Linked DNA regions of Mus musculus: region 1 is linked to region 2. A link is a contact called in public ChIA-PET data. All regions are on one chromosome and are shown on one strand. The core of a region is the stretch at or near the end of the contact, and the rest is flanking DNA. Distances in the headings are between cores, read along the strand shown. Region 1 has its middle 18 kb from the start of Gm40264. Region 2 holds the start of Dbf4 (DBF4 zinc finger).

Evidence for each region. ChIA-PET counts read pairs in DNA pulled down with a chosen protein or histone mark.
Region 1: an RNA polymerase II ChIA-PET map of memory CD8 T cells shows a contact between it and region 2, with 47 read pairs. The contact joins the enhancer-like site here to the promoter of Dbf4 in region 2. A contact is called at or near these places in 6 of 39 promoter capture datasets (the 3T3-L1 cell line, the C10 cell line, cranial neural crest and 3 more), 1 of 484 Hi-C or Micro-C datasets (CD8 T cells), 7 of 115 datasets of contacts at active chromatin or transcription factors (the SCID.adh cell line, T-cell acute lymphoblastic leukemia, effector CD8 T cells and 4 more) and 1 of 9 other capture datasets (adipose tissue).

Annotation. Positions count from the first base shown.
Region 1 is chr5:9,013,758-9,018,818 of GRCm38.p6, reverse strand. No RefSeq gene overlaps it. Among named protein-coding and RNA genes, the nearest start is that of Gm40264, 18 kb to the left of the region's middle. Within about 2 kb of position 3,203, at least 45 of the 459 cell types and tissues checked have an H3K27ac peak or open chromatin away from gene starts, as enhancers often do. A contact at or near this core is called in CD8 T cells, effector CD8 T cells, memory CD8 T cells and 2 more, where this site is marked.
Region 2 is chr5:8,420,116-8,425,512 of GRCm38.p6, reverse strand. Dbf4 (DBF4 zinc finger) reads left to right here and starts at 2,797. Exons shown (of 12, transcript NM_013726.3): 1 at 2,797-3,046; 2 at 4,120-4,292. The coding sequence starts at 3,001. Slc25a40 (solute carrier family 25, member 40) reads right to left here and starts at 2,675. Exons shown (of 12, transcript NM_178766.5): 1 at 2,474-2,675.

The DNA of each region.
Region 1 (5,061 bases), core at 1,954-4,453, 590 kb before region 2:
AGTTCTAGACCTCTCTATAAATACTTTAATATGCCATCCTGCCTCACCCTCAATATGATCTGTGATGATGATTATGAAGGTGATCAATTAGAATATTCTTGTTATGGAATCTAGAGACTCTACAGGCATCTCTGGACTCTGCTGACATTGATTCAGTCAGGCATGTGATTCATGCTTATAATTTTAGCACCTGAGAGGTGAGGGAGAAGGATTACCAGTTTCAAGGCATCTTAGGCTGTAAAGTGAGACCCTGTATTACAAAACCCAACCAACCAACCAACCAAATAAACAAATTAAAAAATATATCAAAACAAAATAATAGACCTAAAGCCAAAGCCAAAATGATTTGTGCAGGTGAGTCTCAAAATGCAGAAACAGAAGAGAAAAAAAAAAGCTCAACATTTACACGAAATACATTTGCTTTAACAATGCCAGAGGACAATGTAAATGTTGAAACACTGTTGTGCAACTTGAATATTAGGACAGTGCCATTATGTGTTGTTGTTTAATGTATATAGCCTTGCTATGTAGCCCTAGATGGCCCTTGAATTAATTATTCTTCTATATTGGACTCCTGAGCATTGGGATTATAGGCATGTACCTCCAGACTTTTTATGGTTAAAACAGGGTATCATATCACTCCTGTGTATCTCCAGCTAACTTCTATCTTCCTACACAGCCCAGCTTGCTCCCAAATTCATGATTCTCAGCCTCCTTGAGATTACAGGCCTAGATCACCATGTGTAATTCCTTACGCTTCTTGGATGGTGTTAGTGTTTCAACACTATATTTTTATTGATTTATGAGCAAGTCATTTGAATTTTTGTTATAAAAATTCATGAAGTTGTTAAATTTCTATTTCTAAGGAAAAGTTTATTGAGAAAGAGTCCTTATTTTTTCCTCTTTAATGTGCAGTTAGATGTAATGCTCCCTCAAAATCATCTTCTACCAAATAATAAACAAAGCATTAATCGCTAATATTAAGCCTGGGGAGATGGTTCAGTGTTTTGTAAAACACCTGCACAAGCAGAAGGATTAGCCCCAAACCCACCTCCATGCTGGCTGAGCTGCAGCAGCATTCCTGTCAGTCTAGTCTTTGGAGGCGGAGACAGGGACTCTCTCCGGCTACTGGCTAGCAAGACTAACCTGATCAAAGATCTCTGGCTTTGAATGAGAGATTCTGCTTCAGTGAGTAAGGTGGAAGAGTGATCAAAGATAATTCCCAACCTCAGGCCCCCACCTGCACACACAACCATAAGCATGTGCACCCATACAAGTGTATCTTCCATATGTACATGTATATACACGGAAATAAATCAAACAAACAAAAAACAAAGAAAACGGGCTGGCCAGATGGCTCAGTGGGTAAGAGCACTGACTGCTCTTCCTAAGATCCTCAGTTCAAATCCCAGCAACCACATGGTGGCTCACAACCACTTATAATGAGATCTGACACCCTCTTCTGGTGTGTTTGAAGACAGCAATAGTGTACTCATTTATAATAATAAAATAAGTCTTTGGTCCTGAGCGAGCAGGGACTGAGCGAGCAGGATTGAACAGAGCAAGCAGGGTCGACTGGAGTGAGCAGAGGTCCTAAATACAATTCCCAACAACCACATGAAGGCTCACAACCATCTGTACAGCTACAGTGTACGTATATACATAAAAATAAATAAATAAATAAATCTTTTTTAAAAAACCAAAAAAACACACAAACAAACAAACACCCTAAAGAAACCATAACTCATTCATAAACCTGCTTTCCAAATATGGGTAAAGGCATCTTTCAGTGTTTTTTATTTTCCTGAAATGTATCAGTGTTATAGAATAAGCCATTCTCTGCACTGGGAAGATGGCTATGTAAGGAAACCATTCATTAAGCACATTGGAGACCTCTGGATACAACTGAGATGGTTCTAAGAGGAATGCATATGGATCTGAACCTGTAGATATAGAAGTCAGAGAGACTTATAAGTGCCTGAGCTGTACAACTCCAGTCTTAGAAAAATAAAAACAAACTGAGTCTGGAAGTAATAGACAGTAAGTAATAATAGAGATCAGCAGACACTAATAAAGAGGAAACTAAAGGAACAACACACAGATTCAACCAAACATTGAAATAGTTGGTTCTCTGAAAACATAATTAAAGTAAAGAGAAGACCCACATTAATAAATTTAGAATTAAAAGCGACAGGGAACAACAGTTACCAAGAAAATGCAGAGGATCTAGGTTAGGGAACACTCTAAATGTTTGCACTTTTTTTTTTTTTTTTTTTTTTTTGGGTTTCAAGACAGGGTTTCTTGTGTAGCCCTGGCTGTAGACCAGGCTGGCCTCGAACTCAGAAATCCGCCTGCCTCTGCCTCCCGAGTGCTGGGATTAAAGGCGTGTGCCACCATGCCCGGCAAATGTTTGCACTTTTAAAAACACTGGAAAATCTAAAAGAAATGGATAAATTCTAGACACATATTATTGATAAATTTTTCTTTTAAAGAAAGAGACCGAGGGAGCAAGAGATAAAAAATGTCAAAGAGTGATTATAGGATCCTATCATGAATTAATATTCTGGCACATGCCTTTAATCCCAGCACTTGGGAGGCAGAGGCAGATTTCTGAGTTTAAGGCCAGCCTGTTCTACAGAGTGAGTTCCAGGGCTATACACAGAAACCCTGTCTCAAAAAAAAAAAAAAACAAAAAACAAAAAACAAAACAAAACCCAAAACCAAACAAACAAAAACATTTTTAACCCCTATGTAACTACCTAATTCCTGTCCACTTTAGGGATATCTGATTCCCTCTAATCTGTCACAGAGTGATTGCTCTGAAGAACAATTTTTATTTATCATTGCGTAAGTCCACATTTTAAATATCTAGAGTATGGTTTCTGAACATGAAGTAATCAAGAAGTAGAGACCAGCTGCCTTCCAAGTCAGATGGCAAGGTTCAAAGAACACTAATGGAATTTAGGTAGAAACATTCCGGACACCTCAACCATAAAAGCAGAGCTTGTGTGTTGTTTTCTTGTGTTTTGTGATGCAGAAAGCCAGAATAATACTGTTGCAGACAGTGGAGAATATTTTCTAGCTAGTGGATGGCCCTCTCTTAGAGATGAATGAGTGTCTTCTTGATTGGACACGCTGAGACTCTTCTGTGGTTCTGTCTCTCTGAAGCTGTCAATAGCTTGAGTGTGAGCTGCCGCCTGTAGGTTCCTGTGTTGAGCACTTCCTTCCTCAGCTAGAGGCTATTCTGGGAGCTGGGGGAAGGAAACTCTAGGTTGTAGGATCTACTGAAAGAACTAGGTCACTGGAGGTGTGAATCTGCAGATACATTTCCTCCTACCCTTTTGTGTTAACCTCTTTGCTTCCTGCTGCCATGTTTTTCTGCTTTGACAACCGGCTACTATGTGTCCCAGGAACAAAGACAGATGACTATGTACTGAAACCATGACCTAAAGTAATTATTTTTTTCCTTTTATTTTTATTGGGTGTTTGTCATAACCATTGAGGGGGGGGGAAACAACACATTGCTTTCCTTTTCTTTCTCGTTTCCTCTTCTCTCCTCTTCTCTCCTCTTCTCTCCTCTTCTCTCCTCTCCTCTCCTCTCCTCTCCTCTCCTCTCCTCTCCTCTCCTCTCCTCTCCTCTCCTCTCCTCTCCTCTCCTCTTCTCTTCTCTTCTCTTCTCTTCTCTTCTCTTCTCTTCTTTCCTAAGATAAGGTCTCACTTTATAGCCTAGGATCGCCTCAAATTCAAAGCTTCCTGTCTCAGCCTCTTGTGTGCTGGTATCACAGGTATGAGCCACCACAACCCTGCTCACTGCTGAAGCTTCCAAACCACTTGTTGGCCTATAAATCCACAGTAGCTTCCTGTTGCCAAATGCACGAGAAGCAGTAAGCACAACAGACAGAGATGACAGGCAGTAAATCTGTACTCTACATCCTATCAGTAGAGCAGAAAATGTAAACTCTTCTTGAGTTTTGCACGTCTTACTTTTGAAATGAGGAAGGTTGCATTTTCAGCTTTACATATAAATATTTCTCTGAGATAATTATTATATTATTCCCCCTTTTCTTCCTTCCCTCCAAACTTTCCCACATACCTCTCCCTGATCTCTTTCAAATTTATAGCCTCTTTTAGAATTAGTTGTTGAACATATATTCCTGTACTGGCTAGTTTTGTGTCAACTTGACACAGCTGGAGTTATCACAGAGAAAGGACCTTCAGTTGGGGAAATGCCTCCATGAGATACAACTGTAAGGCATTTTCTCAATTAGTGATCAAGGGGGAAGGGCCCCTTGTGGGTGGTGCCATCTCTGGACTGGCAGTCTTGGTTCTATAAGAGAGCAGGCTGAACAAGCCAGGAGAAGCAATCCAGTAAAGAACATCCCTCCATGGCTTCTGCATCAGCTCCTGCTTTCTGACCTGCTTGAGTTCCAGTCCTGACTTCCTTGGTGATGAACAACAGTATGGAAGTGTAAGCTGAATAAACCCTTTCCTCCCCAACTTGCTTCTTGGTCATGATGTTTTGTCCAGGAATAGAAACCCTGACTAAGACAATCCCTGAGTGCATACATAAAACTTGCTTAGTCTGAATCATGTACCTTGTGTGTATATTTTCAGGGCTGACCACTTGGCATTGGATAAGTGATTGTGCTCGTTCATAGGGAAGAGCATTTCTCCCAAGCTCAGGATTCCTTAGTTGCCTAGGTATTGTCTACAGTGGAGGCCTCTTGAGCTTCCCCAGTCCATATCAGCATGTCCACTTAGGGGCTGTCCTTGTTCAGGTCATGTTTAGGCAGTCATGTTGGTGAGACTTCAAGGGCAGAGCTTCTAACATTTCTAAGGGACACAATCTCACAGCAAACTCTGTCCCCCCATCTCTTACAGTCCTTCTGTCTCCTCTTCTGCAATTATCCCTGAGCCTTAGGTGCAGGACTTTTGTTGCCGATGGATCAGTTGGCACTGGCTCCACAACTTTGCATATTGATTGGTTGTGATTTTCTGTGATGGTCTCCATTTGTTGCAATCAGAAGTTTCCTTGATGGGGGTGAGGACTACACTTATTTC
Region 2 (5,397 bases), core at 1,548-4,047:
CAGCCAAATAAATGTTCACTTAGTTCCAGGGATGTCCAAACTTTTGACACCATTACATCATGTTGCCGTCTACAAATGTGCTGGGCATTCATAGCTATCCTAGGATGCATTTAGTTTATGGACCACAAGTTGACTTCGAGCTTTCATCCAAGAACTTGGGAGGCAGAGGTAGGCAGATCTCTGAGTTTGAGGCCAGCCTGGTCTACATAATGACATGTAGACCATGACAGCCAGAGCTATATACTGAGACTATGTCTCAAAAAATAAAATAAAACAAAAACAAGTTGGATGCACAAAATTCTGCTCAATGCTTTCTAGTTTTTAACAGAGTGACTTAATACAGTTTCTTACTATAACTCTGGACCAATTCATTTATTCTTGTATGTAAAGCCTTCTTTACATCTTAAGGAATCTATTAAAGTCTATTTTCAAGATCTTTAGGGTGGGCATGGTCATCATTCCTGAAATTTCAGCACTTGGGAGGCTGATGCAAGAGGATCTCTACTGAATTCAAAGCCAGCCTAGGCTAGACAGTAAGCCCCAGGCTAGGTTGGACTACAAGGGAGACTGTCTCAAAACAAGAAACAAGAACATAAACCACATTCATTTAGTCCTGATTACTGACAGGATGTGTAGAGACTTCTGTCTTCATACAACCAAACTCTTCTTCCTGTGGCTGCTGTAAAACTTGGGTTCCATGGGGTACTAGGAGTTGACTAAAAACAAAAAAACAAAAAAACACTAGTACCTAGGTGGTGAGTAGATGTTTTGCTTATTCATAGTTTGGAATTATACCTTACATGACACATAATGAGTCTAACATGGTTCCAACTCTTTGATTGTCTTATCTCAGAAGAAATATAAATCACCTTTCACAAGAGCATAAAACAACTTCCAGTTTTATTTTCCAAAGAAACATGATTACATCTTTTCCAAATTCTGAAAACATCAAAGAGAGAGAGAGAGAGAAGAGAGAGGAAGAAAGAAATTAAGAAAAAGAAAACAACCCCCTTTCCCTTCGGCCACCTCTTCCTCTCCATCATTTCTTTCTTCAGTGTGCTCCACCATAGAGGTCAGGTCCACAGGTTATCTATTACTTAGCTAGATTACCACTCAAATTGTAATTACCTCTATTATCATTCTAACTACTCTTAAGGAAGTGGGTGGCACCTCCCAAGCCACCACAGATGCCTATAGTTCAGGTTTTAACCGGTTTGAACTCGGTTGGGGACGAAGCTGAGTCAAGTCATCAACATGACAGTAATTAGAATTTTTCAGTTCCAGGCTTACTGCTTCCAAGCGCATTCCCCTTAGTCCCCCTAACAGCTAAGAACCAGTACTCTCTTCACAGACTAAATCGGAGCCTCGGAATTATCCAATTCCTAGATTAGCTGGGAAGCTGGGACCACCAATTCTGTAAAAAAATTCCATTCCTCCCCACCATTATTAAGATTTGTTCCCAGTCTCTTCCAACTCAGCTTGCTCTCCCTCTCCTCACTCGCACTGCCTCATCCCCTGACTCTCCACTTCATCTCACAAGCTCTACTCCAAGGCATTCCCCCTTCCCTCGTGGCTTTAATTCTACTCTGTATTAGTGCTTCTCAAACATTTGAACCAGTTTACAAACATGGAAATTCTGTTTCCTTTCCGTAGTTTACGCTTTGAAAATTGAATCCTCTCCTCATTTTTAAAAAATGTTTGCTCCTCCTTCTCAAGGTCTGTTAAGCACATGTATATTAATTCAAATTCATCAGTACAATGTCTCAACATATTTCCCTTTCTGGCTCCCTCCTCCGGACATTTCTTGAGATTACAAATTAGCTCCGACTGTCTAAAGCAGTTTAATACAGATAGACAGTTCGATGACTGTCGCTCCAGCCTCCGTCCATAACCTGTTTAAAACAAAATCATTTCTTTTAGCAATGCTAATCCAACTTGATGTTGTCTTTGGCGAATAGTCTCACAATTCACCTGTCTGTGCCTGAATATACTTATTTGTACTGACTGTCTTGAGGGTACTCCATCAAAAATCAATACTATAAGGAGTGTCTATTATAGCCAGGAGTTAAGAAATGCAGAACAGTACAAAGCATAACGTCTGTATGGGTGAGAGCAGAAGTATACTCCAAACAAGTTTTGTGAGGCATTTTCTCATTTACAAAGCAAAATTAAAACAAATCACGTACGCCTGAATTTCGTCTTGACCATAATCCCGTATTCCCGTTTTACAGATGAAAAACCCTGAGACTTCATTTTCCACTCTTTTATTGCTACAAAAAGGACAATTATACACACAGAGAGAAAGAACAGGTCTGTACAGAACAAAGTACCCAAAGGGCTGCGAGAGTCGGATCCGGCGGGTGGACCCCGGCCCCGCCGCCACCGCGGCCACCCGGGACCTTTGCGGCCCGTCTGCAAGGTCGGCGGGAGCCCAGGGCCGGCCCCGCGTCCCACACAGGGTTAACTGGAGTACCTGGTGGCGAGGCGACTGCAAGGCCCGGGTCTCAGCCAGCCTAGCAGGTGATGTCGACCACGAGGTGAAGCCTCCGAGGCTAACCGCGTCCACCGCCCTGGCTGCCCCACACTCCAAGTATGCAGAGCGGAGCCGGAACTCGAGGAGGACGCGGGAGAGCCGGGTCTGAGGCCCCGCGGGCTGGCGCGCCGGGGGCGTGGTCAGCATCCGGGGGCGGGGCCCGCGGGGCGCGAGGCGGGGCAGGTGGAGCCTGCGCGAGGCCGGCCCCGGCGTAGGAAGGGCGGGGAGCGCGTCTGGGCGCCGCGGTCGCGTGACGCGTTTTCAAATCTTTAACCGCCGCGGCTCCCGGGTCTGAGCTACAGCCTCTTCCTGCTCCGAGCCTCCGCGCCGGAACCGGCCCTCAAGCGCGGCCCGGCGCCGAGGCCGAGGCCGGAGCCGGGGCCGGGGAGGCCCTGGGAGCTTTGTGTTCGCGGCCGTTCCATGCGGCCCCCGGTGCGGACCCAGCATGTAGGTGCCTGGTGGCTGCCATGAACCTCGAGACCATGAGGATCCACAGCAAAGCACCTCTCCCGGGTATGGAGCCCCTCCCCCGCCGCGGTCCCTTTAATCGTTTCCTGCCTGGCTGGTTCCACGGAGGGTTCTAGAGAGTCTTCCTGCGGAGGGCCTCTTGCCGCTTTTGCGTTTCTGTGGGTTCTCGGCGCCCGCGAGGCGTTCGGTGTTGGTCTCCGTGAGGGACCGACGCTGGCCGGGCCCCTCATGCTCTCCCCGCCTCGGCCGCGAGCGACCCGGCATTCCCGGGGCTGCAGGCTTCAGACAATGCGCGGGTCCCCGACGGCCCCACGGAGGAGGCGCCCACGCCCATTTGTGACTGTTCCCGTCACTCGTGAGGGAGACGGAGAGGTGTATGTGTGTGTGTTTCAACCTCATAGACAAAAGCAGATTTCAATCTCAATGTTTAATATAAAAAATTTTCATTATAGGGAAAATTCCTAAGAGGTGCATGTGTGTCTAGTAACTAAGTACTAAAGTGCAGGTTGTCTTCGAAAGTTTAAAGAAGATGTTTGATTCTCATCTGCTTTTAAAATAAAAGATGGATGGCATAGTCCTTAGTGGGCTTAGGTTCTTAATATGTAAACAAAGTGCATGAACTCCCTCGTCTAGTTCTTTTAAGTACTAGACAAACTATGAAACCAAAATGCCAGCATTTAGTAACCCCTAAGAATTAGGTTGTTTATTCTAGATGAGTGTGTGTGGCTACCTAGGTAAATAAGCTTTAAATATTTGAAACACCTGTGTTGGGTTTTCACCGACCTGTTAATTACCCACATGACGTTTACACCATGAGAAGGTAAGTTTTCCAGAACAGCTCTATAGAATTCCTGCTTCATACACGGAACAGGAGTAAATAATAACTATTTTCTGCTGATTCAGCTCTTGTTCTCCAGTATAGAGTTTTGTGGAAACCATACAGGACAGTTTGCCTTCATCCTAAGTGGTAATATTAGGGAAAACATTTAGATTCTAATGACTTAATTTGTTATGACTAGTAATGTTTCCTTTCTGCAATAAAGCTGTTGAACATTTTTTGTAAAATAAATTAAAAATTTGTCTGCATAAAATGTTGCCTGATTCTTTTGTAATCACAGGTGGCATCCAAGACAGAAATGAAAAGAATCGACCATCCTTGAAATCCCTGAAGGCTGATAATAGACTGGAAAAATCCAAATATAAGCCCCTTTGGGGAAAAATATTTTACCTTGACTTGCCTTCTATCACCATATGTGAGAAACTACAAAAAGATATAAAGGAACTCGGAGGGGTAAGTGAGAACCGCACACCCACCAGAAGTTGAGAAAAGTAATACTTGGCGTTCTGTAATATAAATTACCAGGGCATTTCATTTTGGAAATTACAGCCATTTAGCAGTAGCAGCTTTGATGAGCTATTGGTTATTAGTGAATCACTTGGGAACTGGGAGTGTAACCCAGTGGTCTAGCACCTGCTGACATGTGAAAGACTTTCTGTGTTCAAGTCCCAACATCAGAAGATAAAGGCTTTTTTTTAAAGCCTTTTGTAGCCTGATAAAATGTCAAGTTTCTGTGATTGGTGGTTTGGTATAAAGAAATGAGGTTCCTATGTCCTAGTAAACCTGCCCTTTCTTTCAAAATACCAGGAGCCATTTGACTGATGACTGAGGGGAGCTGTTATGTGTTAAAATAATTCTTTAGTTTTATACATATACGTGTATGTATGTGTATGTGTATATATATATATATATATATATATATATACTTATACATGTATGTATGTGTGTGTGTATATATACACACACACGTATATGTATAATTATTATATATGTGGCATACAATTTACTAGTGTACACTTGTGTGTATATGTATACTTACGTGCCAGGAGAGAAGTACTCAGTGAGCAGGCACCTGTCATGGAGGGAACAATTTTTGAGACAGGGTTTCTCTGTTTAGCCCTGGCTGTCCTGGAACTCACTTGGTAGACCAGGCTGGCCTTGAACTCCGAAATCCACCCGCCTCTGCCTCCTGAGTGCTGGGATTAAAGGTGTGCGCCAACATACCCCACAGAGTAGTAGTAAAGTGCCTTCCCTGTTGTATCCATTTTTTTATGATTAGAAAACTTTGGCAAAACTCTAAGATTTCTTAGGTGTATTGTTAATGTTACCTAAAATCTAGCAAATGTGGTTATTATGATTTTTACTGTTTTCAGAGGTTTCTGCTGGACTGAAAGTTAGCAGTTTTGAACATTTTGTTCCCAGACTGAAAATTCACAAGAATACTTCACGAGTTTCTTAGAGTTTCTCATTAATGTGATATTTTCCTTGCCTGCCCTTGACGTTTGCCTGCATTCTTTGGGAGGCAGTTGATGGAATCTCACTTTGACTATGAAAGGCA